Linked DNA regions of Zea mays: regions 2 and 3 are each linked to region 1. A link is a contact called in public Hi-C data. All regions are on one chromosome and are shown on one strand. The core of a region is the stretch at or near the end of the contact, and the rest is flanking DNA. Distances in the headings are between cores, read along the strand shown. Region 1 holds the start of LOC103653106. Region 2 holds the start of LOC732842 (orange pericarp 1). Region 3 holds the start of LOC100383055.

What was found. Hi-C and Micro-C count contacts between places; a contact is called where the count stands out from the background.
Region 2: a Hi-C map of ear shows a contact between it and region 1, with 2.1 times the contacts expected there. The contact joins the promoter of LOC732842 here to the promoter of LOC103653106 in region 1. A contact is called at or near these places in 2 of 25 Hi-C or Micro-C datasets (ear and leaf).
Region 3: a Hi-C map of ear shows a contact between it and region 1, with 2.7 times the contacts expected there. The contact joins the promoter of LOC100383055 here to the promoter of LOC103653106 in region 1. A contact is called at or near these places in 2 of 25 Hi-C or Micro-C datasets (ear and leaf).

The regions. Positions count from the first base shown.
Region 1 is chr4:37,639,321-37,643,967 of Zm-B73-REFERENCE-NAM-5.0, forward strand. LOC103653106 reads right to left here and starts at 1,900. Exons shown (of 3, transcript XM_008680068.2): 1 at 1-1,900.
Region 2 is chr4:37,936,788-37,941,779 of Zm-B73-REFERENCE-NAM-5.0, forward strand. It overlaps LOC732842 (orange pericarp 1), which reads right to left and starts at 1,673. Exons shown (of 5, transcript NM_001397135.1): 1 at 1,020-1,673; 2 at 1-63. The coding sequence starts at 1,373.
Region 3 is chr4:38,041,756-38,046,473 of Zm-B73-REFERENCE-NAM-5.0, forward strand. It overlaps LOC100383055, which reads left to right and starts at 3,402. Exons shown (of 16, transcript NM_001175731.1): 1 at 3,402-3,790; 2 at 3,898-4,016; 3 at 4,402-4,558; 4 at 4,628-4,718. The coding sequence starts at 3,522.

The DNA of each region.
Region 1 (4,647 bases), core at 650-3,149:
GAGTCTAATCATACAACTTGGACATCTAGTACCACCAGGTGTTAGATTCATATACATTGCATATAAGGCTAAATTACGCATGTGAGAGAAAGAGAAAGGGTTTATTGGAAACACTTCGAAATATGCTACCTAGGCTCTAATATATTTAACAAAACATTTACGAGTTCGCTTGCTAAAAACAGATTAAAAATACTATCAATGTTGTTTTCAGAATACATTGGACATGTCCCATGAGTCTCCTGACCCAATAGTGTAAGAGGGGAGGAAACATGATCGGATTAATGACATAATTAACAAGGTTTGCTATTCTCTCGTATCACTCTGGCTACGACCCTAGTTTACGGTGGTCCAACTACTCTCTTCAACTTAGAATATGAGTGTTTCCTTTTACAGTAACATATGTCATCTGTAAGGTGGTAGGTCTTGGCTATGGTATGCAATATATTAGAGGAATATTTTATTTTTTGAGTGACTCGATTCTATCTAGGATCAAACCAAACATCCTATCTGCTAGAACAGAACATCTTGGTTCCACCAATCTCGAAACAAACACTAACTTAATTAGAACAGCATATATGTATATATATGTATGTACGGTGTCATGCTAGCATTTTGACGTAATCAAAGCTGCTGCTTTTTTATAGAAAATAATGAATTTCTGTACTCTTAGTCTTATTGTTTTTGTTATTATGAAAAATATAAGTAATGGATATTCGTCGAAAGACAAAAGGAGTCAGGAGAGAAAAGAGACGAGTGGAGAATCCCGTCCCGTCGTCCAGGGCATCATCGCCAATACCGCCACGGCCCACCCCCACCGGCACGTCAAGATTCGGCCCTGTTCGCTGCGGCTTTAATCCGACTACGGCTGCGGCTTCTACAGTATTTTGTCTCTAGTGATTGCAGCCGCAACAGTATTTTGCAGCTGCAACAGTGCTCTCTCTGTGGCAGCCGAACAAGCTGGAAGAGAAAAAGGGGTGGAGGAAAACCTCGTGATTCCTCCACCCACGGACAGTCGTCGCCGGACACGGACGAAAAGGGAGAAGACTAGGACGACGCGTCGTGAGATTGATCGAGATGGGGTCGTCAAACCTCTCCGTCACGGGTGGGTGGGTCTGCGCGCGGCTACACCATCACCATGGATCATCATCCGGCTTCCGGTCCATCCTCCATGGATGGCCGATGGCGTACGTCGTCCCTCCGGCCGAGCCGTGTCTGCCACAGCCGGGGAGCCTTGGCCGCTACCTTCCGCCGCCGTCGCACTCGTCAACAACATCCGGCCACCGCTGATTGCTGAAGCAGGTCGATCTCCTCTCCTCCCCTCCTGAGTTGACAGCAGCTAAGAGCTGGCCAAGCAAAGCCAAGCAACATGCATGGATTCAGAGTCGTTAGCTATTGGAAAAATTTACTGATAATAATAACAGATCACGACAGCTACAGCTACAGCTAAATGCATGGCTCGGGCAATCAATCGACATCGAGGTACAAGTTAGCCACTGAATTTCACAGCGAAAGAAGACGGCGATCGATCTTAGCAATCCACTTGGATAAATCGCAGAGAGCCTCCTTCAATTCGATGGGAATATTATTTGGGAGGGATGCAATAAAAGAACGACCTTCCAACAACAGTAGTTGCAACCAAACACTACCGGAAACGGACGCTTTGCCGATTGCTTGGCAAAGCCTTAAAAACACTCGGCAAAGAAGGCTCGACAAACAGTGCATCGGCAAAGTCTTCTTTACCGAATACTTTTTCTCGGACACTCGGCAAAGAGGTTTGCCGAGTGCCAGAGAGCACTCAGCAAAGAAAAGAGGCCGGTGACGGGTGACGGAGACGACGTCTTTGCCGAGTGTCACGGATGACATTCGACAAAGGAGTTATCTTTGCCGAGTGCCTTCCCGGAAGCACTCGGCAAAGAATACCTCTTTGCCGAGTGCCCTCTGGGACACTCGGCAAAGAGCCCGCCAGGGAGGGTCCCCATGTCAGACTCTTTGCCGAGTGTCCGCTACCCCCGCATCCGCTACCCCCGCATCCGCGTCATAATCCTCGACACGTTGTCTCAGCACCTCCTCTCTCGTACGATGCGCTTCACCATAAAATATCCACCGAGTATAGCCCGACGTAAATCCATTCTTCCAAATATGTTCTACCATGACCTTCTTTGGTTTTCTTTTCCGGTTGTCACATTTGCTGCGGGGAGGTGCTGGCGCGCGGCGGGGTGGCGCGACGACGGTGAGCGGCGGCGTTCGGTTAGTGAGAGTGAGAGTGAGAAGGAGAAGAGAAGGGCTCGGTATACGTTATGTTTTAAGCTTTGCCGAGTGCCAGATCGCGGGCACTCGGCAAAGATTTTTTTAATTTAAATATATTCTTTGCCGAGTGCCAGATCGCAGACACTCGACAAAGAACTCTTTGCCGAGTGCCAGCGGACAGGCACTCGGCAAAGTATATATTTATGATCTTTGCCGAGTGCTCCACGTTAGACACTCGGCAAACAAGGTCTTTGCCGATTGTCAACCTTAGACACTCGGCAAAGAATATTTCTATTTTTTTCTTTTCCCTTACCAAACTTTTTGTGGTATGTTACTACACTATGTAGACCTACATGTACCATTTTGGGACAAATATAACAATGTTTGCAATAGCTAGTAGATTTAGTTCGTTTATTTGAATTTCTTCGGAAAATTTAGATTTGAACTACAGGTCACTCGAAACTTGGAAAACCGTGCATGGAAAAATGATATCCATGCTACTTAGCACAAGTTACGACCGATTTCAGGAGCGGACCGGAAACTTCGAGCACCATGCTCACTCAACATGGCCGTGAACTTGCCATCCAGGTGTTTAAAAATTGTATAAAACACAAAAAAGTCAGAAAATCATGAAACTTGTCCACGTGTCATGATATCATATGTAGAGGCTGTGATAAAAAATTGAGAATGTTTGGAGAAAGTTGTGAGACAGTATGTGTAGAAACCTAAGAGAACTACCTATGAAATCATGGAGTTTCAATGTGGATCTCTTAGATTTCTACACATAGTGCTTCACATTTTTCTCGAAACTTTTTCAAATTTTTATCACAGCCTCTACATATGATATCATGACACGTGGACAAGTTTCATGATTTTCTGACTTTGTTTGTGTTTTATACAATTTTTAAACATGTGGATGGCAAGTTCACGGCCATGTTTAGTGAGCATGTTGCTCGAAGTTTCCGGTCCGCTCCTGGAATCGTTCGTAACTTATGCTAAGTAACATGGATATCATTTTTGCATGCACGGTTTTTCAAGTTTCGAGTGACCTGCAGTTCAAATCTGAATTTTCCGAAGAAATTCAAATAAACGAACTAAATCTACTAACGATTGAAAACTCTGTTATAATTGTCCACAAATGATACATGTAGGTCTATATAGTATAGGAACATACCACAAAAAGTTTGGGAGACAAAATAAAAAAAATAAAAAAATACTTTGCCGAGTGTCTAGAGAAGACACTCGGCAAAGCGTCCTTTGCCGAGCACCAAATATTTGGCACTCGGCAAAGAGTCTTCTTTGCCGAGTGCCAAACCTCGGTTCTCGGCAAAGACTGACGGCCGCCAGCTTTAGGACGGCCGCTGACGGCCCTTTGCCGAGCGCCACCTTTGCCGAGTGTTGCACACTCGGCAAACGTGTCTTTGCCGAGTGTGTTCCTGTGCCGAGTGTCCAGCACTCGGTAAAGAGGCTCGTTGCCGAGAGCCTAACTTTACCGAGTGCGGCTCTCGGCAAAGCCTTCTTTGCCGAGTGCCCGACAAAAGCCACTCGGCAAAGAGGCCGACACTCGACAAAGCCTAGGATTCCGGTAGTGAAAGACAAACAGCTAGTTTGTGTCCACACCCTCAAGACATCCTTAATATCCTAAGTTTTCTTTAGTCTTCCACTTCTTTCTTGAGCAAGAGGTGCACCAACAACAAATGGTAGATCCGCATGTAGCCATCGTGATTTGTCTGTCATTTGTTCATCAATCATTTACTATAATACAAAGCCGGTTCAAAACAACTTCCTTGAAGGTATCCACGTCAGCGCGAAAAACTCAACCGTTGGATCTAGCTTTGATGGTCACCAGGATCTCCCAGCCAGTCAACTTTCCATCGCGCTTCAGTCTCTTATGGAAGCTTTGAGATTCCGCTCGACGAAACCAGTCCTCACACATCGTCCGGGTGCCTTCGTCCCTCGCTGCCTCGCTGGCCCTGATGCTCCCCTAGGTGCTTTGTCCATTCGCGGCGACGCAACCCGACCGCCATGAGCTTCCTTCTCCCCTCTGTGTTGCCGCCTCAAACGCTGCCTCGCTGGCCTGGGTGCCCCAATAGGTGCTTCGTCCATCGCTGTGACGCACGCCGGCTGACAGAAGCTTCTTCCTCGTCCCCTCCCCCTCTCCTCAAGCGTTGCTACGGTGATAATTTGCTGCACCGTTCGCTCTTCTTCTTGTGGATAAGATTTTTTCTTAAATATTCTTTTCAGTACACACTGTTAGTCTTCAGAATGCTGTGCTTTCTAGAACTAGCAACAAAAAAGAAAGAGTGAAGGGCTTGGCGACTGGCGCCTGGCAGCGAGGGTTCTCCATCCCTGGACTTCTCTTGTGTAGACGCCATCGGGTGCTGCGGCACGCGCTTGCTG
Region 2 (4,992 bases), core at 423-2,922, 300 kb after region 1:
CTCCGCGAAGTAAAGGGGGCTCTCACGTCCAACGTAGTCCTTGAGAATACCGTCAAGTTCTTTCTGTGGAAAGCGTGAGTGGGAGGTCAGATGCAACTCTTGAAAGCCAAGCATAAGTGCGAGCTTGTAAAAACTACAATAATTCTCCAGGATTCAGGAATCGCAGCATGTTGACCAAATACTCCTTGTGATTCAAGAATCTGCATCATTTTGATCATATGAACAGTATGGAGAGTGATAAAAGCATTTTGATCACGTAATAAGGCCTTGTTCGGTTACAAGGGATAAAATCCCACCATGGAATTTAATCCGGGTCTGGATTGGGTGAATCCATACCTCACACTCAATCCCATGGTGAGATTAAATCCAGCATTTAATCCATATATCTCGCAAAGCTAGTTATTTTTTTAATCCATGGATTCTAATATAAACTTGTGCAATATCGTTATGGATTTGTTCCATACCTAATGAGCTATGGATAGAATCCATACCTTCCATAGTTTAAAAAATTCTCAAACTCTTGAGTTATAATCCATGATGGGTTTAACCGAATTAAAAAAATTTGAATAGACTTGGATTATTTTGGGGCATAGATTGTGACATGGATTTAATTCCAATCCATGTTAATCCAGAGCTGGATTGGAGTACACGAACCAGGACTAAATAGTATTGAGAGCTCCCTCACAGACTCACCAGGTCTGCCTTTTTTAGTAGTATTAACTATTAAGAGTGATAGATTCTATGTTTTTATTGGAATCATCAGACGAAAAGGTGCGCTTTTCCTGTACACCTACTTGCAAATCCTCTCAGATAGTTCAATGTACCAGACTACTTGAAAGGGAACACAAGAACAGAATCAATGGAGAAATCAATCCACCCCCATAACACAAACTTTTTTCCAGCCCATCATAATATGTGGCATCTCCTAACCACACATACATACGGAAACTAGGCATCCAAATCCCCCGCCTAATACGAGTAAAGTCCGAGAGACAGAGGAGACGCGGAGGTAGCGCTACCTGGAACTCGTCGTCGGTGGCGAGTGCGTGGAAGGCGTTCTCGAGCTCGGTGAGCGCGTGCATGAGCGTCTCGGGGACGTACTTGCCGCCGAACCTCCCAAACCTCCCCATGGCGTCGGGCCGCTGCAGCCCCGCGACCGCGGCGCCGTTCCCCATCTCCAGCGCGGCAGCGGGGGAGGCCGCCTCCGCGGCGACCGCCTTGGCCGGCTGCATTGCGGCCTCTGCCACGGCGCCCCTGCGCGGGCGGGCGGAGGAGGAGGAGGCTGGCGCGGCGGACGACGCCACCCGCAGCACCGCGCGCGGCTGGGTCGGCGCGGCGGCGCGGGTAGGGCTTCCGCGAATGGCGGCGGCCATGGGAACAATTCGAGGGGTGGGGGGTAGATAGGCTGGCTGGGCGCACTGCTGCGTGGTGGTGTGAGGCGCGGGTACCCACCGGCGGGTATATAAACTGGTGGCGCTAGGACTTCCGGCAAGGAGGGGTTGGTGGCTCCACCGGATCCGCCTAGACCCGGTGCACGGACAGGGCTCCGCGCCCGGGCTGCCTCGCTTGCGCTGGCGCTGGTGGACCGGGCGCGGGGACGGGCGGGTCGCGCCGGGCCCACCGGATCGTGCAGGCGGACTGCGTGGGAGGCCAGCCGCTCGTTGAGCTGAGCCGTTTCGTTTCGCTTTCTCGTGATCTCGTCCACCTCGAGCTGGTTTTGCGCCGGGTCCAGCTTTCCAGGGGCATTTTCGGGACGGTTTTATCCGGAACATTCGTTCGCGCCGTCTGCGTCCACCGTCCGAACTCCGACGTGGCGCGCCCTGCGCCGCCCGCTCGGCGGCGGCAACGCTCCGGCCAGCTCGGCCTCCTCGACGCTGTTCGCCGATGGGGACGACGACGGTGAGGTCGACGCCGGCGGTTGCCGTCCGTCCATGCGTTTGGGATCCTCAGGGTGAGAATATTGTGAGAATATTGTCATTGACGAGAGGTCCTTTTCGATTCTCACTGTTCGATTTCTTTAATTTCTTTCTCTTTTCCCCCTCTCAGTAACCATACAAAAACAAAATTTCTTTTGTGGATTCTTTTAATTTATAGCACATCAAAACAGTGCTTTATGAGTCCAAAAGCCATCAAAGCAGTGGTTTTTGTGGATTCTTTTAATCTATAGGATCATTGACGATGTGTGTGTCTAAAAAGCCACACAACCAATTAGTACTCTTATGGGTCTGTTTGATCAGTTTCAGATTCTTTAAAAAAACAGTTTTTGCTTTTGTCTAGTCTTTTAAATCTGGCAAAAAAAAAAACTGGATACCAATAACTTGGTAAAGGGCTGACAAAAGGAACTGATAAAGACTGGTCTATTTTGGTTTTTGCCTAGTTTTCAAAAGACAGATTATTAAAAAATGAGGGTATTGAAAAAAAGCCCTATATATATAAAAAATTAACTGGCCTAAGAATCCAAACCGACATCGAACACTAATTTTCGATATCAAGACTGCAAATAGGCACGTGAGATTTGGGGGGAAAGGGCTTAACCTCATTGTCTATGGATCTAAGTGATCACGACATGGTGATCGATGAGAGGTGCTTCATTCTATTGGCGTCGCCGTCGATAGCGAAATCGTGAAAAAGTCATTGTTTTCCAGTTTGTTTTCTTAGTGTAACAGCAGCTAGCCTGTCACGTGGAGATGCAATGAATATGATTTTAATTTTATTTGTTATCATAGCGACCTGCAAAGTCAATTCTACATACGAAACTGTGGGTTCTCACATCCATCCTCAGCGTGAGAATATTGACCGGAGGTCATTTTTCAGTTTCCTTCTCACTGTTTAATTTCTCTAATTCATTTCTCTCTCTTTTTTCTATGTATACTAGGTGAGTGCCCGTGCGTTGCAACGGAAACATAAAATACCACAAAAAATTATGTATAAATATGTATTATATTGATACAAGAAAAGATAGTAAAGATAAGCTAGCAGAAATTTGCATTCAATGTTATTAAGAAGTATCTTACTTTTGGTTCTCATGAGCAACGACAGATTCTGATCAATGAAATGCTTGGTAGTTGGCACAACTGATGAGAACGAACCATTACATGTTTGTTTTCAACAATGATTCTCAGCTTACCTTACCTTTTTCTTTTAAAATCAGTAGTTGGCACAACCACTCTATAGCACAGCTCAAAGCACAGAAACAGACGCCTAAGAAACACAACACCCGCCGGTACCAGCGCAGCGTGTTGCTGACCGGTGACACAATGACACGCAAGACATTATGGTGTCGGCTACCACCTCCTTGGACATCTTCAGGAACGGGTCCATGTTGTGGTGGTACCAGCCATTTTGCCTCACTCCTATGGATGTTGCTCTCCAGGGCAGGTGAGTTCATCTTTAACTCACAGCTTGCTGCTCATTGTTGGACCAGTAGCCATCACGTCGCGCATGGCTAGGCCCTCATACTCCTCATCTGACTTGGTCGAGTGTTCGTCCATAGAGCCGACATCTATCTGCAAGTACCCTGTGACGCGGAAGAACATTAGCTTTGTAGTGTTAGGAGGTGTTGAAAAGATAAGGAAAAAAACCAAATTGTTGAACACTGACATAAATCGCCCATACCTCGTGCATGTGCACTCTTTCTTCATCGGAGGTCTTCTCCTGGACTGAGTTTTTTACACGCAACACATGAGTATATAAACAAAGAATTAGTAGTCTCACAACATAAATATTTTCAGACGGTCCTATTACATAAGTTTTTGTATTCAGAGAAAAACTTGATGTTCGATGCATGGGCTAGAGCCCCATATGCATAACAATGAGAATTGGTGTGGAAAAAGCATACAACCTTAATCCATAGAACTTGACCTTAATCAAGATTACATATAATCTAAAATCCATTACATACAAGTACTAATTCAAAATTAGATTCATCATCGCTGAACTGGAGATAAGGATTAGGTTCCCAATAACAATGTGGCATGTGCATACTTAAAAGTATTCTCTAAGAAGAACTGAAAAAATAGAGACAATGGGTATTCTAGTTGAATTTGCACATGAAAAACAACATTGTATGTCACTTTTACTTGAATCATTCAGGCCTTCAAGAGGATAACGCTAAAACTATAAAAAATCAGAAGCACACTCATGTAGTTCCTCCACATAAATTCGAACCAGTCACAATGTACAAGCTCTACTCCCCTTTAGTTGCACTCATGCTAAAACACCCCAATGAAGTTTTTAAATAGACAAAAACAACAAACATGTGTGCCATTCTATTGTCCCAAAATTTTAACCAAATCATACATAGAGCAGAGTATCTTCAGTTATCAGTTGGTCTGTACTAACATGGGTGCCTATATTTGGGGGGCAACTCAAACAAACCACCTCAAATCAAAGCCATGGTCCAACTAAATTTCAAGTGTTCAAAACATTTTGTTGCATCACGGGATCAGAAACACAAATTTGATTATTTAAGTCATTCTTGGAATCAGTGGAGAGTCATCCACCTAAAACAATATTTACTATTCAGTCTAGATTTATCTCCAAGGAAATTGAAGATGTTCTTCCTGGGACACATCATTGTCTTTGTCAATGACTCATTAAAACTAACCTCACCAGCACAGACGAATAAAAACATATATAAGCATTCACCAAGCAATAACAAAGTAACCTATACCTCGGAGGCCCAATCGATGACGGTCACGATGAGGCGGCACAACCCACACCAACATAGGTGCCATGGAGGTCCTCAACCTGGACCATCTCAATGGTTTGCATTCAGCTTAACTGAAGAAATGGGCAAACAGTGAACATATAGGCCACTCATAAATTCAATGGCAAAATATTGATCAAGCTCAGCATCTCCAAGATATAACAAAAATAAAATGACAAAACAGAACGACATTGCATCAGTACACTTCACAAAAACTATTTCTTTTCAAACAAACTAAGTGTTGTATTTTAAAAGTTGATGGAATATAAATGAATTAATGTATA
Region 3 (4,718 bases), core at 2,152-4,651, 400 kb after region 1:
TGCTCCCTCGTCGAGCCTGGCCTGCGCCCCGCGGACTTGCTCGAGCTGTGGGTCGTGACCCCCTGCCGGAACGGGGACCACAGCTAGCTCCCGCGGGATGTCAGCGCGAGGCACCGACCTAGGGAGATCACTGTCCTCCGGCATGCCGAGACGGTTGCCTTCGGAGGGATCCCCTAGCTCGACGTGGAAACATTCGCGGCTTGGGCCGCAATTCTCGTCGTCGAGGCTGCGGCTACCGTCGGAACAGTCGGAGAGGCAGTAGTCACACGCGGTCAAGAAGTCCCGCATGGCACTGGGGTTGCCAAATCCAGAGAAATCCCAACAGATGCTGGGATCGTCATCTTCCTCGGACCCAGAGGGCCCGTAGGTCGAGACGTCCGTCAACCGGTCCCAAGGCGACCGCATACGAAACCCCAGAGGGGTTGCACTCGCCTCAACGAGAGCGCCCGCCAACGCGAGGTCGCTAAGCGGGTTGAGGCTGAGTCGAAATGACGTAGGATGGGAATCGGTCGGTACCTTTTGGTCGACGAGCAGCGACATAGTCACGTCGGGGACTGATTGCACCGTCGTCTCAGGTACGAGGGCGACGTCCTGTAAGCTCTCCGCGAGCGCGCTGGCGTCGTCCACTTGCTCAGGATTGGCGTGTCGCGGGGGGACGGCGCTCGCCTTTGTCTCAAACGCGAGGTCGACGCCCGACGCGCCCCCCGTTGGGGCGCTAGGGACGTCGATTCGCTCGACAGCCGACGAAGCGCGGCCTCCCGCTTGGCCTTGGTTGCCCCGCCTCCTCCTCCGTTGGCGGGGGAGAGGACGGGGTGAGCTCGAATGTTGTTCTTCCACCACGCGGGGAAGATGTCGTCGATTCCGCCGCCGGCGAACGGGTTGTCGGCCGTCATTGTCGTTGTCGCGCGGCGGTGGAAGGAGTATCATGTCGTAGCTGCCGTTGAAGGACATGAACTCAAGACTCCCGAAACGGAGCATCGTCCCGGGCCGGAGAGGTTGCTGGAGACTGCCCATCTGGAGCTTGACGGGAAGCTGTTCGTCAACACGCAGCAGGCCCCTACCTGGCGCGCCAACTGTCGGCGTTTTGAGACCGGGGGGTCCCTAAGCCGACGAGTGAATGTGCCGCGTGCCCCAGCTCAGATGGGTCGAGCGCGAAGGGGGGAAGCGAGGTGGCCGGAGACGGGCGTGAGAGAGGTGGAAATCCCGTGGCCTTCGTGTTCGTCCCGCGCCCAGGTCGGGTGCGCTTGCAGTAGGGGGTTACAAGCGTCCACGCGGGTGAGGGAAGCGAGCGGCCCCAAGAGAGCGCCTGTCTCGTCCTCGTCCCCGCGCGGCCAACCTTCTCTAAGAAGGCCCTGGTCCTTCCTTTTATAGGCGTAAGGAGAGGATCCAGGTGTACAATGGGGGTGTAGCAGAGTGCTACGTGTCTAGCGGGGGAGAGCTAGCGCCCTAAGTACATGCCAATGTGGCAGCCGGAGAGATCTTGGCACCCAGCTGGTGTGGTGTCGTGGCTGTCGGAGGAGCGGCGGAGCCTGGCGGAAGGACAACTGTCGGAGCGGTCGAGTCCTTGCTGACGTCCTCCTGCTTTCGTAAGAGAGCTGAGAGCCGCCGTCGTCACAGGGCACGCAGGGCGCCATCATTGCCTATCTGGCGGAGCTAGCCAGATGGGACACCGGTCTTGTTCTCTGCGGCCCGAGTCGGCTCGGGGTAGGGTGATGATGGCGCTTCCTGTTGACGCGGCGGGCCCGCGCCCGAGGTCGGGCGACGTGGGGGCTCTTCCGAAGCCGGGGTTGAGTCTGTCTTCCTTGGCCGAGGCCGAGTCCGAGCCCCTTGGTCGGGCGAGGCGGAGGTCGTTCGGCAGAGGCCAGGGCGGAGTCCGAGCCCTGGGGTCGGGCGAAGCGGAGTTCGTCGTCTTCTGGGGCTGAGCCCGAGTCCGAGCCCTGGGTCGGGCGGAGCGGAGTTCGCCGTCTTCCGGGACTTAGCCCGAGTCCGAGCCCTGGGTCGGGCGGAGCGGAGTTCGCCGTCTTCCGGGGCTTAGCCCGAGTCTGAGCCCTGGGTCGGGCGGAGCGGAGTTCGTTCTTCCGGGACTTAGCCCGAGTCCGAGCCCTGGGTCGGGCGGAGCGGAGTTTCCTATGGTGCCTTTGGCAGGGCCTGACCGCCTGTCAGTCTCACTCTGTCAAGTGGCACTGCAGTCGGAGTGGCGCAGGCGGCGCTGTCCTTCTGTCAGACCGGTCAGTGGAGCGGCGAAGTGACGGCGGTCACTTCGGCTCTGTCGGGGGGCGCGCGTCAGGATAAAGGTGTCAGGCCACCTTTGCGTTAAATGCTCCTGCGACTCGGTCGGTCGGCGCGGCGATTTAGTCAGGGTTGCTTCTTAGCGAAGGCAAGGCCTCGGGCGAGCCGGAGATGTGTCCGCCGTTGGAGGGGGGCCTCGGGCGAGACGGAAATCCCTCGGGGTCGGCTGCCCTTATCCGAGGCTAGGCTCGGGCGAGGCGTGATCGAGTCGCTCGTATGGACTGATCTCTGACTTAATCGTACCCATCAGTCCTCTGCAGCTTTATGCTGATGGGGGTTACCAGCTGAGAATTAGGCGTCTTGAGGGTACCCCTAATTATGGTCCCTGATACCACACTTGCAAATATTTCATCCCAAAAGGAACCGGGATAGAAGCGTGTTGCATAACAGCTAGGCCGCTAAGGTAATGTGTCTATTGCGCTTGGCCACTCCGTTTTGCTGAGGAGTGTACCGCACTTCACATCAGTGTTTACCATCTATGTTTTGCCAACATATTCGATAGTCAGCGGAAGCAAAAAAAACCTAGCTGAATTTCAAATTTCTCGGTCGATTTGCATGTTTAAATTAAAAAACGGAAATTTGTTGTTTCTCAAGTGGAATCCAATGTTTTTCCATCGGAAAATGAACATTAAGTTTTAGAAAGTTGTTTTTTGACAGGATTTATTTGTAATGTGTATATATTTTCATTAAAAAACAAAAGTCGACTTTCTCGATCAAAATTTGTTCTCCAACAAAATTTGCAGTTTTTATCAAAAAAATGATGATCAATTTGGCATGTAACAGAATACCCAGAAAAATATATTAATTTTATCATATTTTTTATTGCTACAATTATTAAAATTTCCAAATTCGAAACAAAATTTAACGAAACCTGTTCGAAAACCGGCCGAACGAGAAATTCTACTGAAGCTCGGCGGTTCTGGTCCGAGAAATTAAACCCTGCTGCATGCCTGCATTGCCCTACCCTAGCGTCGGGATCCGCTCAGTTACTTCTCAGGAAGGAACTGCAGAGAGGTCACTGACGTGTGGGTCTGGTATGAGCATGGTCCCACACGTCAGTGATAGGAAGCAACTACAGAGGAACTCTTTGCCCTACCCTAGCGTATCGAGCGCTCTCCCCGTTCCCCTGCCGGCCTGCCCCAGGCCCCCAGCTAAACCGCCGCCGAGACGCGGCATTCCCGTCCCTTTCCCGCCGCCACTACCTTCGCCTTCGCGCCACGGCCGATTCTCCCATGGCGCAGGCCTCGTCCTTGGTGGCGGTGCTGCGCCGCCGCACCCCCGCCGCTGCCCGCCTGCTTCCTCACCGGCTCGTCTCCTCCGCTCCCGCTCCGGCGTTCGCCTCGTCCTCATTGGTCCCGCTCCCCTTGCCAAGCCTGATCGAGGGAGACAGATGCGGCGGCGGCCTCTCCGCTTCGTTCGGCTCCCACTCACGCCTCCGGCTTCCTCGGCGACACCATGCGGTTGCTATGGCTACCAGGACAGCGCACCAAGTTGCTTCGAGGTAGAAGAGAGATACCCGAGTAACAGCGAGCCCGTCACTAGCTTATGTCGTCTCCAGAAATGCTTATTCTGGCTTGTGAATTTAACAAAGCTGCCATTGTCTTGTAGCCCCGAGAGCCCAGCGGCGGTGACGTCGTTGTCGTCAAGTGAGGCTAGCACTAGCACTGCTGCTTCAGAGCACTCTGAGTTGGTCGATTTTATCAAGTCAGCGTTTGGGAAGCTTGAAGGTGAATATGCGACTAGTGACCTTTATGAACTCGATGCTCGTATTTAGTACACAATGCAGATATTGGAGGATTATTTTTCAACGATGTTTGCAATGGATGCAATAATTTTGTGTGCCAGTTCATTTTATCGATTGTTCTTAGTTCTTACCATTGGAGAAACATAAATACATATACAGAACTAAAGCTGCCACAGCTACTATGTTACTGACAGTCTGACACGAAAAAAAAACATAAACATTCTTTCATTTTTTTATCTAACACACACCACATAAATACATAATATGATAGATGTGGCTATTCCCAGATGCACAATAAATTGTAGCACACATATCCTTTTCTCAGGAGGTCATTGCTACATTTTAACACCTTTATTTTTGTGGCGTAGGTCAAAATCATTGTTGGTTCAACATCATGAATGACACTTGGATGAACTTGAACCATGAAGGAATATATCTTCTTCTTTTGTATCAATCTTGTGGAACATTGAACAACGACGGCAAACATCTAATTGCTTTTGAGAGCTTGAAACATCTGCAACAGAGGTACAATAGTGAAGGAGTACATTACATTTGACTGCAATCTTGAACTCCTCTAATCTCAGCCTGTTTTAGGTATCCACGCCTGAATGTTTTTGCTTTGCAACATGGGAGTGATGTTAGTTCTTTAGCTTCTCAAAGCCAAGCTTTCCGCACAATAGTGAAG